2 separate regions of the Mus musculus genome follow, and region 2 is linked to region 1. The links are chromatin contacts, called in public ChIA-PET maps. All regions are on one chromosome and are shown on one strand. The core of a region is the stretch at or near the end of the contact, and the rest is flanking DNA. Distances in the headings are between cores, read along the strand shown. Region 1 overlaps Qpct (glutaminyl-peptide cyclotransferase (glutaminyl cyclase)). Region 2 holds the start of Eif2ak2 (eukaryotic translation initiation factor 2-alpha kinase 2).

What was found. ChIA-PET counts read pairs in DNA pulled down with a chosen protein or histone mark.
Region 2: a contact with region 1 is called in an RNA polymerase II ChIA-PET map of effector CD8 T cells, with 8 read pairs. The contact joins the promoter of Eif2ak2 here to the enhancer-like site in region 1. A contact is called at or near these places in 3 of 39 promoter capture datasets (the 3T3-L1 cell line, pre-B cells and stem cell-derived epiblast-like cells), 5 of 484 Hi-C or Micro-C datasets (the Ba/F3 cell line, the HL-1 cell line, granulocyte-monocyte progenitors and 2 more) and 2 of 115 datasets of contacts at active chromatin or transcription factors (effector CD8 T cells and memory CD8 T cells).

The regions. Positions count from the first base shown.
Region 1 is chr17:79,090,284-79,094,762 of GRCm38.p6, reverse strand. Qpct (glutaminyl-peptide cyclotransferase (glutaminyl cyclase)) reads right to left here. Exons shown (of 7, transcript NM_027455.3): 7 at 4,385-4,479. Among named protein-coding and RNA genes, the nearest start is that of Qpct, 41 kb to the right of the region's middle. Within about 2 kb of position 1,277, at least 29 of the 459 cell types and tissues checked have an H3K27ac peak or open chromatin away from gene starts, as enhancers often do. A contact at or near this core is called in effector CD8 T cells, memory CD8 T cells, myocytes and 1 more, where this site is marked.
Region 2 is chr17:78,881,112-78,886,006 of GRCm38.p6, reverse strand. Eif2ak2 (eukaryotic translation initiation factor 2-alpha kinase 2) reads left to right here and starts at 3,435. Exons shown (of 16, transcript NM_011163.4): 1 at 3,435-3,607. Gm26637 reads right to left here and starts at 4,123. Exons shown (of 2, transcript XR_876974.2): 1 at 3,926-4,123. Sult6b1 (sulfotransferase family, cytosolic, 6B, member 1) reads left to right here. Exons shown (of 7, transcript NM_001163625.2): 7 at 791-1,120. The coding sequence ends at 921.

The DNA.
Region 1 (4,479 bases), core at 28-2,527:
GAGAGAGAGAGAGAGATTCCCTACCCAAGTGCTTCTTTCTCAAGATGAAAACACTCTGGAAGCTTTTTCTGATGCTTTTATAACCAACCTAAAAGTAGCTCTGTCATATATCGATAAATTCAAGTCCTTAAAATTCAATCATAGCATTGACAGAGAATGCTCTAATTTCTATGTATTTAGAAAAGGAGAATAATAACAACAACATCATAAGTAAGCCTATCAAAAAGGATGACAACAAGTTGCTTTCATTAGCATCCTTAAAAGAGTTCGTTAGATGCTTAACTACCTTTGTTTTATATAATTAGTCTCACTAAAAAGAAATAAAACTGAGATTCTTCTCGGTGAGTTTAATACCATTAGTCCTTCTATCAGTAGAAGATGAAGATGAGTTACATACCTAATGCATGCATCTATCATTGTTCTACACTTCTTGTCTCTAGCAAGATCATCTAGTTTGGGAGATAGATGTGAGATAGATTTTTAACAAGGAAAGGAGCCCAAATGCTCCTGCAGGCATCATAGGAACAGCAGTAAAATCGATGGCTGGGAGTCAGCTCCCTCAGTCGCCATCTCTACATCGATTGGTCCAGTAACATAAATCACAACATGTCAGTCTTGCTTAGCCAAACCCACAACTATTAAATCCATGCGTGCCAAGGACCTTTTGTGCCAGCAGTGTTAAGTGGGTGAGAGGCAGAAGCATTTCCTGGGTTACTTATAAGTGATGTTGTTCATATTTTATCAGTTTTAAATTTTACTTTTGCTACTTGCATAGTGTTTGTAACGTTGAGGTTTTTTTGGGGGGGGAAGGGGCTAGGTTTTGCTTTAAGCTACTTTGCTTTCTCTTCTTGGCAAGTATGTGATCTTAATATTGATTCTCAAATAGTCTAAACTCTCCACTGGCAAATTTGTATATATCAGGAAGTTGGGCCATGTTCCATGTGTTGCCTTTGAAATATGAGCACAATCCAGTGACTTCACATTGCGTGAGCATGCCAACCAAATTGAGGCTGAGGGATTCAGCCACGACAGGCAGTCCTTTCATCCAGCCTGTTTCAAAACTGTCACAAATTATTGCTGTTAGATGTATTGCCAGAATTCTAGAGCAAGTTTTCATGGGTAAGAGGATTTGAGGAGTATCTGCTACCACCCTTCTACACAATTAGCTAACCAACATCTCTCCTCCCTGTGACAGTGACTTTATACCATGGCTTCTGCTTCATGCAGCAGAACAATCATTTTACTTTCTGAAGGCTGAAAGATAAACCGTGGGTGTCAGAGCAGTAAAGCTTAAGACGGAAATAAGTTAAACCACTTCAAAACTACTCTTAGAGTTTCAGGCTATATAGACAGTAACCCCGAAACTGAGAGAAACCTCAATTTTCTTACCTTCATCTTTGAAACCTCACATAGACAGGCAGCCTGAGTGTGAAGAATACCCATGCCTTTGTGGATAGAAAATGCATGTAACAGCCCACATCACCTTGGCTTTAAGTTACTGAATGGTTTCCCTCATTTTCCCTTGATTCCCGTGATCTCTGTACCTTCATTCCCCAGGTTTAGATCGTCCAAAGGGACTCAGATGTTCTCTTCATCAGAGCAGAATATAACCAATTCTCATATTAAAGGATGAAAGAATCAAGAACCCTGTCCATAGCCCCTTTAAGTAAATGAATTTCCAGTTGGTTTGGTGGGGCAAATGATCAGCTTTTCACATGATTTCTGCTGGAGCACCGTGATCAATGCGTTTCTTTGATGCCTGAAAGAAGCTTCACAAAATACACTGTTTAAGGAGCTGGAGCCCAGGCTGCAAACATGGTCTGCTTTGTTCTTCTGGCAACTGGTTTCTGTCTAAAACATTTCTCCACTGTAAGGATCTGTCTTTTCTCCACCAGCAACAGCCCTCAAGCTACAATAACAGGCTCGTGGTTTTTTTTTTTTTAGATACCAAAGTTATGAATACACTTTTATGGATATTTTCCTTTGAACTCACTTCTCTTGAAGCAGAAAAATAGCCATATATATAACACTCGTAGGCAAAACATACAAATTGTTCCGCTAAGGGTTGTAAAATGTTCCGAAATGCACATTTTAAAATTCCAAACCCAGGATAGTGTGTATGTAGCACTTCCGTGACAGCTGTGTTTCTCAAAAAGTAACGTTTCTGACTGGCATGGATGACACAAAACATATCCCTGCCCCAAGTGTCTCTCTTTATGACCTCATGATTGCTCCTCTTAGATTCACATAGACTCTTGGTGAAGTAAAACAGTTCAAAGCAAGGAAGCAAGCCTTCGCTGCGTTAAGCTGCTTAAGTGTTTGCTCTCCCGTATCCCATTTCAACATATCCTCCAACCCCCTCTAAAATAATTCCATGAATGCCAACTCAACAGATTATAGTAGATCTCCTATTAATTTCACTCTGCCTTAAAAGGAGCTTAATCACTTCAGTTTATAATTCTGCACACAGCAATGCCAGCTATCATTCAGATTCCTGGTGAGACTTATTTTCCTGCTGCCTGTTATTGCTTAAACCACGAACCATCAACGCAACGATTTATTTTCTGATGTTAAAAAAAAATGTTATCTTCCACAAACTCCTTTTAACTATTTTTCTGTCATATTTCTTTTTTAAAAAATTAATCTGGAAAACTCTGCTTCCTTTAATCCTGCTTTGTGGCTTAGATTTCCCAGTCCTGGAGCCACTAGAGTTGATATCAGTTTGTGCTCAGGCTGATGCAAAAATAGCCTTAGGTGTGGCAGGGAAATAAATCTGCAGAGATGACATGCCTTTGATGGCTAACACTGTGAAGTGAGTCTTAGCCACAAAGGGTTTGGGAAATGTGACCCAGGCTGAGAGAATGCCCTGTGAAATGTTCAACATGCAGCTGTCACTTTATCTAACATGAACAATATTGTGGAAAGTTCTAGACCACAGAATGTGTGTGAGCTTTAAGGTCAGATTCTAAACGTCTGGGTTCATATTCCACTGTGGCCATATACTGGTTCCATGATTTTGAAGAATATACTTAACTATTCTATGCACCATAAAATAACGGTAATGATACCACCTATCTCTTGAGGTGACATGAGGATTGCGTTGGTGAACACATGTGAAGTACATCTAGCATTTTCTGTCGCACAGAATCATCACTCAGTAAATATTTGTTCCCGATAGGGAGGTAGCTCAGCTGACAGAGTACTTGCCTAACGTACCAGAAGCCTTGATGTTCCATCCCCAGCGCCTTAGTAATTACCTGCAAGGGAGTGTGTCTATAACCTCCGCCTGTAATATCAGGTGGAAATAGGATAGCCAAAAGTCCAAGGTCTCACCTACACAGTGAGTTCAAGGCCAAATGAAACTATGTCTCAACAACAACAACAAGAAGGTTAAGTGGGGCTGGATTGCCCAGTGGTTAAGAATACTTGTTCTGGCCAAGGATCCAGGTTTGGTTCCCAGCACCAGCATGGTAGCTCACCAACATCTGTAACAGTTCCAGAGAATAGGATGCCTTCTTCTGACCTCCCAGAGCACCAGGCACAGACATGGTGCACACGTACATGTGGCAGGCAAACAGTTGTACAGATCAAATAAAATACGTAAAGTAAAAAAATAATAAACAAATTTAAAGTTATGTTACAGAGGCACAACACAACATCACTTATAACCTTTGAAACAGCATTGTAAAAGGAATTCTAGAAAAGTTTGATGGTGTGAAATATGAAATTAGAATGTTTTATATATTATAGTGATTATATCATTGTGCATCATTATGTAATCATGTAACTAAAATTATATACTTCCTCTTCCTACCTAGAACTTATATTTTAGCAAGTAAAGTACTTTCCATTACTTCCACTGTTATTAAACTTAAAACCAAAATATTTCCGAACTTAGTTCATGTCACTCTCTACCTACCCTTAGAAGAATAACTATTCACTCCATTTCTGCCCTGAACATAGGGAACAGTGGCCCCCAACTAACTTCATTTATATGAAATGATTTATTTCCCTAAGTGTCCATTTGATTGAGATTGTTATTTATAGAAAATTGTTTTCTACCTTTGAAGATAATCCAGGATGCCTATGTATCTCAAAAAAAAATTGCTATTATCTCCCAAATCCAAACACCAGAAAAACTACTTGCAAAAAAAGTGTCACAGTTTAAGTGCTACTGTTATGATTCCTTACTGTTAACTCTTGAGGCTATACTCCGTGCTCTTTTTCTCTTTTTATCTCAACCCAAGATGCAAACAGCAGATACACATCTTATAATTAGATTAGAAAGGGAACCCCCAATTAGAGATATAGTTTGATTCTCCCTATATAAGAAATAAGTGAAATATTGGGAGAGACTAAACAAAGAGGCAATAGTTATTCTGTTAATGCAATGGGATTATATTTTGTATCCTTTTCTGAAGGTTTTGTCACCAACTCTATCATCTTTACAAAAAAAAATTATAGGTATAAAAATCTAGA
Region 2 (4,895 bases), core at 2,186-4,685, 210 kb after region 1:
GGTGTTTTCCCACAATGTCTCTCAGGACTCCTCACTCACTTCCCCTCTCTCTCTCCATTTCCCTCTCCTGGCTGGTGGAAGCCCAGCTCTATTCTCTCTTTCCTCAGCCATTGGCTGGTCAGCTTATATTGACAAGTCAGAGAATAAATGGGGAGCAGTGTTTACACAAACTTGAAATGGGAGATGCTTAGAATAATCATTACAATGGCATGTCTGAGGACAATAAGATGGGGGGGCAAAGAAATCAGCATCTGTATATGTTGGCCTTGAACTCACAGAGATCTATTACCCAAGTGCTCGAATTAAAGGCATGTGTCACCATTCCTGGCTTGTGGCAACTCATAAAATAAAGCTTGCTTACAGTTTCAGAGGGTTCGTATATTATCAGGATAGCAGGAAGCATGACCTCTCACAGGCAGATATGGCAGTTGAGAATTTTACATCCAGATCTAAGGCAGCAGGAAGAGACTGTGAGCCACTGGGCTTGGCTTGGCCTTCTGAAACGTCAAAGCAGCTACTCAGTGACACATTTCCTCCAATAATGCCACACCCACTTCCACAAGGCCACACCTTCTAATCTTCTCAAATAGTGCCACTCCCTAAGCACTCAAATATATGAGCCTATTGCAGCCATTCTTATTCAAGCCACCACAACTACATTGTTGCCGTTTTAGACCTTTCAAAGGAAAACACTGCATTAAACAAAAAGGTAAATTTGGGCAGAACAGAGGATAAAATTAAGAAATACCCTAACATTATATCTAAGTCTTTTGTGCTTTCTGTGTTGTAGGTGAGGTTGGTGATTGGAAACGTTTGTTCAACGAAACCCAGAACCAGGAAATGGATGAGAGATTCAAAGAGTGTTTGGCAGGCACGTCCCTCGGAGACAAGCTGAAGTATGAAGCATATTGCCTGGCTTAACTCTGGCCAAGCTGGCTGGCTTACAGAGCTTCTGTTCCCTCAGAATAACTGGATTTATAAAATTAGATAGTAGTGCAGTCAAACAGTCGCGTGACAATAATCATGTAACATGATTATGAATAGTGTGGATCTAGGAATGGTGGTAAGAGCTGACATATTTGAGCTCAAATTAAAGTTTGTCTTTCTTTTGAAGAATTGGAACATTGCTGTCAGTGTGTTGTTCTAGAGTCAAACACAGACCAAAATGGGCTTCCAAATGCTGTATTTGCATTTTCTCAAGCTTTTCTCAGTAGGAAACTTCTCACTATCGGTCCAAGTATTTGTAGTAGTTTTCTCAGACTTCCTGGTGGGTGAAATTCAAGCCTGACTCTGCACTGATTTAAGGTTGACAAACTGCAAGTTGCTTCAGGATAAATCCCTCTTCGTCTACTCTGGGTACTCCATGCATGCAGGCCTCTAGAGGTGCTTCCCTCAAGAGACATGACATTATACTTCTACTTAACACCATCGTTGAGGCAAAGCTAAGCTGTCTGTTTTTGTACCATACAGATTTTTCTGTTGCAGGGTCATAAGCAGTCACGTGAAACTAACAGGAGGATGTAGAGAACATTCTAGAAAGATTGACCTATCTGTAGCGTCTCAGTCATCCTACCACTTAGGAGGAAGAGGCAGGAGGCTTGCTACAAGTGTGAAGTCAGCCGAGCTTTAAAAGTTCTAGATCACTTAGGGCTTCAATCAGACCTTGACTCCAACCATCAAGCAAAGCAACAGGAACACACCTGCTGGCTTGCTCAGCTGGTAGTGTCTGCTTCCCATGGTCTCTTCCCCAACACTACAGTGACTAGGCATTGTGGTATGGATCTTGGAGGTGAACACAGGAAAACTGGAAGTTCACGGTCACTTTTAGCTTCACGACAAATTTGAAGCCAGTCTATACTACATGCCAATCTCAAAACAAAACACTCACCAACTCGTGGAGAATATTGGGAGTTGATAAGATTGGGTGTACATCACTTGCACACTTGCTCCCTAACCATTCGCCTCCAGAAAGATCCAGAGGCACCCCTTTCAGTGGCTAACACTTCAGCTAGATGTTCCAAGACCCCGAAGAAATTATGGTGATCATGGGTCTTTGGAAATGCCAAGAGTAAACCACCTAGAATGGAATAGGTAGAGTGAGCAGAATGGCATCCATTGTGAATGTTCAGTAGAGAAATGTCTGCAGAGATCTCGCTGTCAGCTTCTCCCTAGGTAGTCGGGTGTTCATTTAAGGTGCTATAGTAGGGAGCGGGAGTTTATCGAGGCTGATCTGGTCACGGGCTTTTCACATTAGAGACCTCAAATTACACCCAGGATCCACGCTACAAGAAAAGTTAGGCTGTTGTTCTCCTACCTTACAGGAAAGGAAGAAGAAAGGAGTGGGCACAGCAATGTTGACTGTGAAATTGGGGGCTCTGTCTTGGGACTTTTCCATCTCTCACCAGTTGCCATGTTGGGAGTACAATTTCCCGGTTCTAATTCTAGCTCCTGAGTTCTCCTCATAGGGATGGTGCTCAGCTCAGAGTGCAGGCATGAAGATGTGTCACTGGGCAGTGTGCCACAAGCTAAACCCTCAAGTCCTGGGCCAGCAAGTTCCATTATGGGAGTGTGTTACAGTCTTACAGGAAGGTAGGATTGCTTTTCTTTTCTTTTTTTTTTTTTAATTTTGTTTTAACCCGTATACGAGTTCACTATAGCTGTCTTCAGACACACCAGAAGAGGGCATCGGATCCCATTACAGATGGTTGTGAGCCACCATGTGGTTGCTGGGAATTGAACTCAGGACCTCTGGAAGAGCAGTCAGTGCTTTTACCTGCTGAGCCATCTCTCCAGCTCAGGCAAGGTTCCTTATTAAGCAGGGACTGCTGGTGTTGGCCTTGTGATAAAACATTCCTTGTGGCCTTTCTGGGAGCAGGTGGATCTTAACAGGGGCCTGGCCTGGTGAGTGATATGCAACAAGGGGCTAGCAGGTAACTGCTGAGGGCTGGACAAATAGATTTAAGAGAGAATTCTTCAACCCTCTGGCCAATGTTGTCAAGATGGCTATGTCCTCCTTGGCATGGCAGTGTGAAAGGGGAAGGAGACTAACGTTTACAAACCTGGACTTCAATTGTCACAGACATAGCTTGGCTGGACCCTCTGAGAGGCGAGTTACTCAGTATCTCCCACTGCACATCGGAATTCGGTAGCATCCATGTGCCCAGTTGCTTCCTCAAAGTTTGTTTTGAAAAGTAGATTGTGATCATTGATCCAGGAGCAGGAGGCTTGGGTTTCTCCTTCTTCTTCCTGCAGAGCTTTCCCAGAATGGAAGCCAGGAAGTGTCCGAAACCTGGAGAAGCTGGCAGTTACTGCAGTTGCACAGGAGAGGGGAGGCGGGCCCGGACCTTGGCTCCCGCGCTGGGGTACAGAGGCGACACGCCTACCTGACTTCTCGCGGGTGCGAGCCGGTGCGGGAGGGGCCCAGAGCAGTGTGGGAAGGCGGAGTCCGCCGGGAAAACGAAACAGAAGAGAACCGGCCAGGCCCGGACTTCCATGGGCAGCAGCAGCGGCAGGGAACGGAGGGCGAATAGATTTCAGAGCCTGCACCTGAAGTACAATTCGAATCCTGCTCCAGGGAGCGAGCCACTGTCCGGATCCAGAAACTTTGGTAAGACCTGAGGGCTATTTTCCCACTCCTGGATAGCGGTTGCAGGAAAAGGGACCCAGAAGGAAAATGACAAGCCCAATGACTTAAAACTCTGGAGGGAACTCTAGAAGCCTGAATGACCCAGAGACTGAATTCTGCGCCAAGACTTTGTGCTGCACAGTCATGGCATTCCAATTAGCTGTCCTTTGTGACAAGCGGGTCCTGCTCCATCCTCCACCAGCCGCTATGGTCAGGCAACCCCCCCCCCCGCGCCTCCCCCTCCCCTTCCCCCTTCTTCTCCCAACTCCCCCGCCCAGTGCCCACCACTTTCAGACTTACTTGGTGGTTCTGGGCCACAGCCAAATACCCTCCAACTCCTGCCTTCATGCTGCCTGTTTCTACTTCCTGGAAAGCCCTTTCCACCTCACCCCACCCCCAAGTGACTTCCTGGGCAGATCTGTCTATCCAGTCCTTTTCACAGAGCCAATGATATGAATTACCTTCCCTAAGCTAGAAACTCCACTCTGCCCTCATAGCCAGCGCCCCCCGTCCCCTGCCCCATATTTTTCTCAATCTTCCAACTAGTACTTAGTACTAGAATTAGTCTTTTTCCTTCTACCAGTAAGATCCCAAGAGCAGTTTTCATTGGCTTGTATAAGCCTAGCACCTGATCCCTGACAGGTGCTCGTTCCATGTATGTTAAGTGGATGGTAATTCATAAATAACCTTGAATTCTAGAGAAACGGGATTCCCTGTTGCACCTTTAGTACTAACCGTGCCTTGCCCCCTGGAGTTAAAGACACTCTCAGGGCAGAGTGTGTGCTTGTTTTTCAGCTTGCCCTGCGGCCCTGGAGGGACCCAAACACTGTGTGCAGCTTGCTCCTTTATATATCATATACTAGCTGAATGCATGTTGTATGGGAAGCAGCGACTGGAGGGGCTCAGCCTTCTGGGGTCCTACAGTCTTCAGGAAGGAGAAAGATCAGGGTCTTCAGGATATAGGTGAGACAAGCAGGTGGCATTTGTTGGTGCATGTGATGGGCTGCTCTTTGGGTGAGCGACTGAGAGCTGAGAGCAGCTTCCTGGTAAGCATCCTGATTCCTTTATAGGAATCCCACCTGTCAATACAGTGGTGAGGTGGAGTGATTCTAGTTGCCCCTGCAGCATCACAGAAGGCCAGCCCATCCTGAGAGGTGAATAAAATTGCTCCCTAGACAAAGGGTTCCAACTCCTGGGAGCATGGATTGGACCGTACCTAGCCATTCATTCCCCAGTGGACTTATTCATTCATTTGTACCAAGCCCTTATT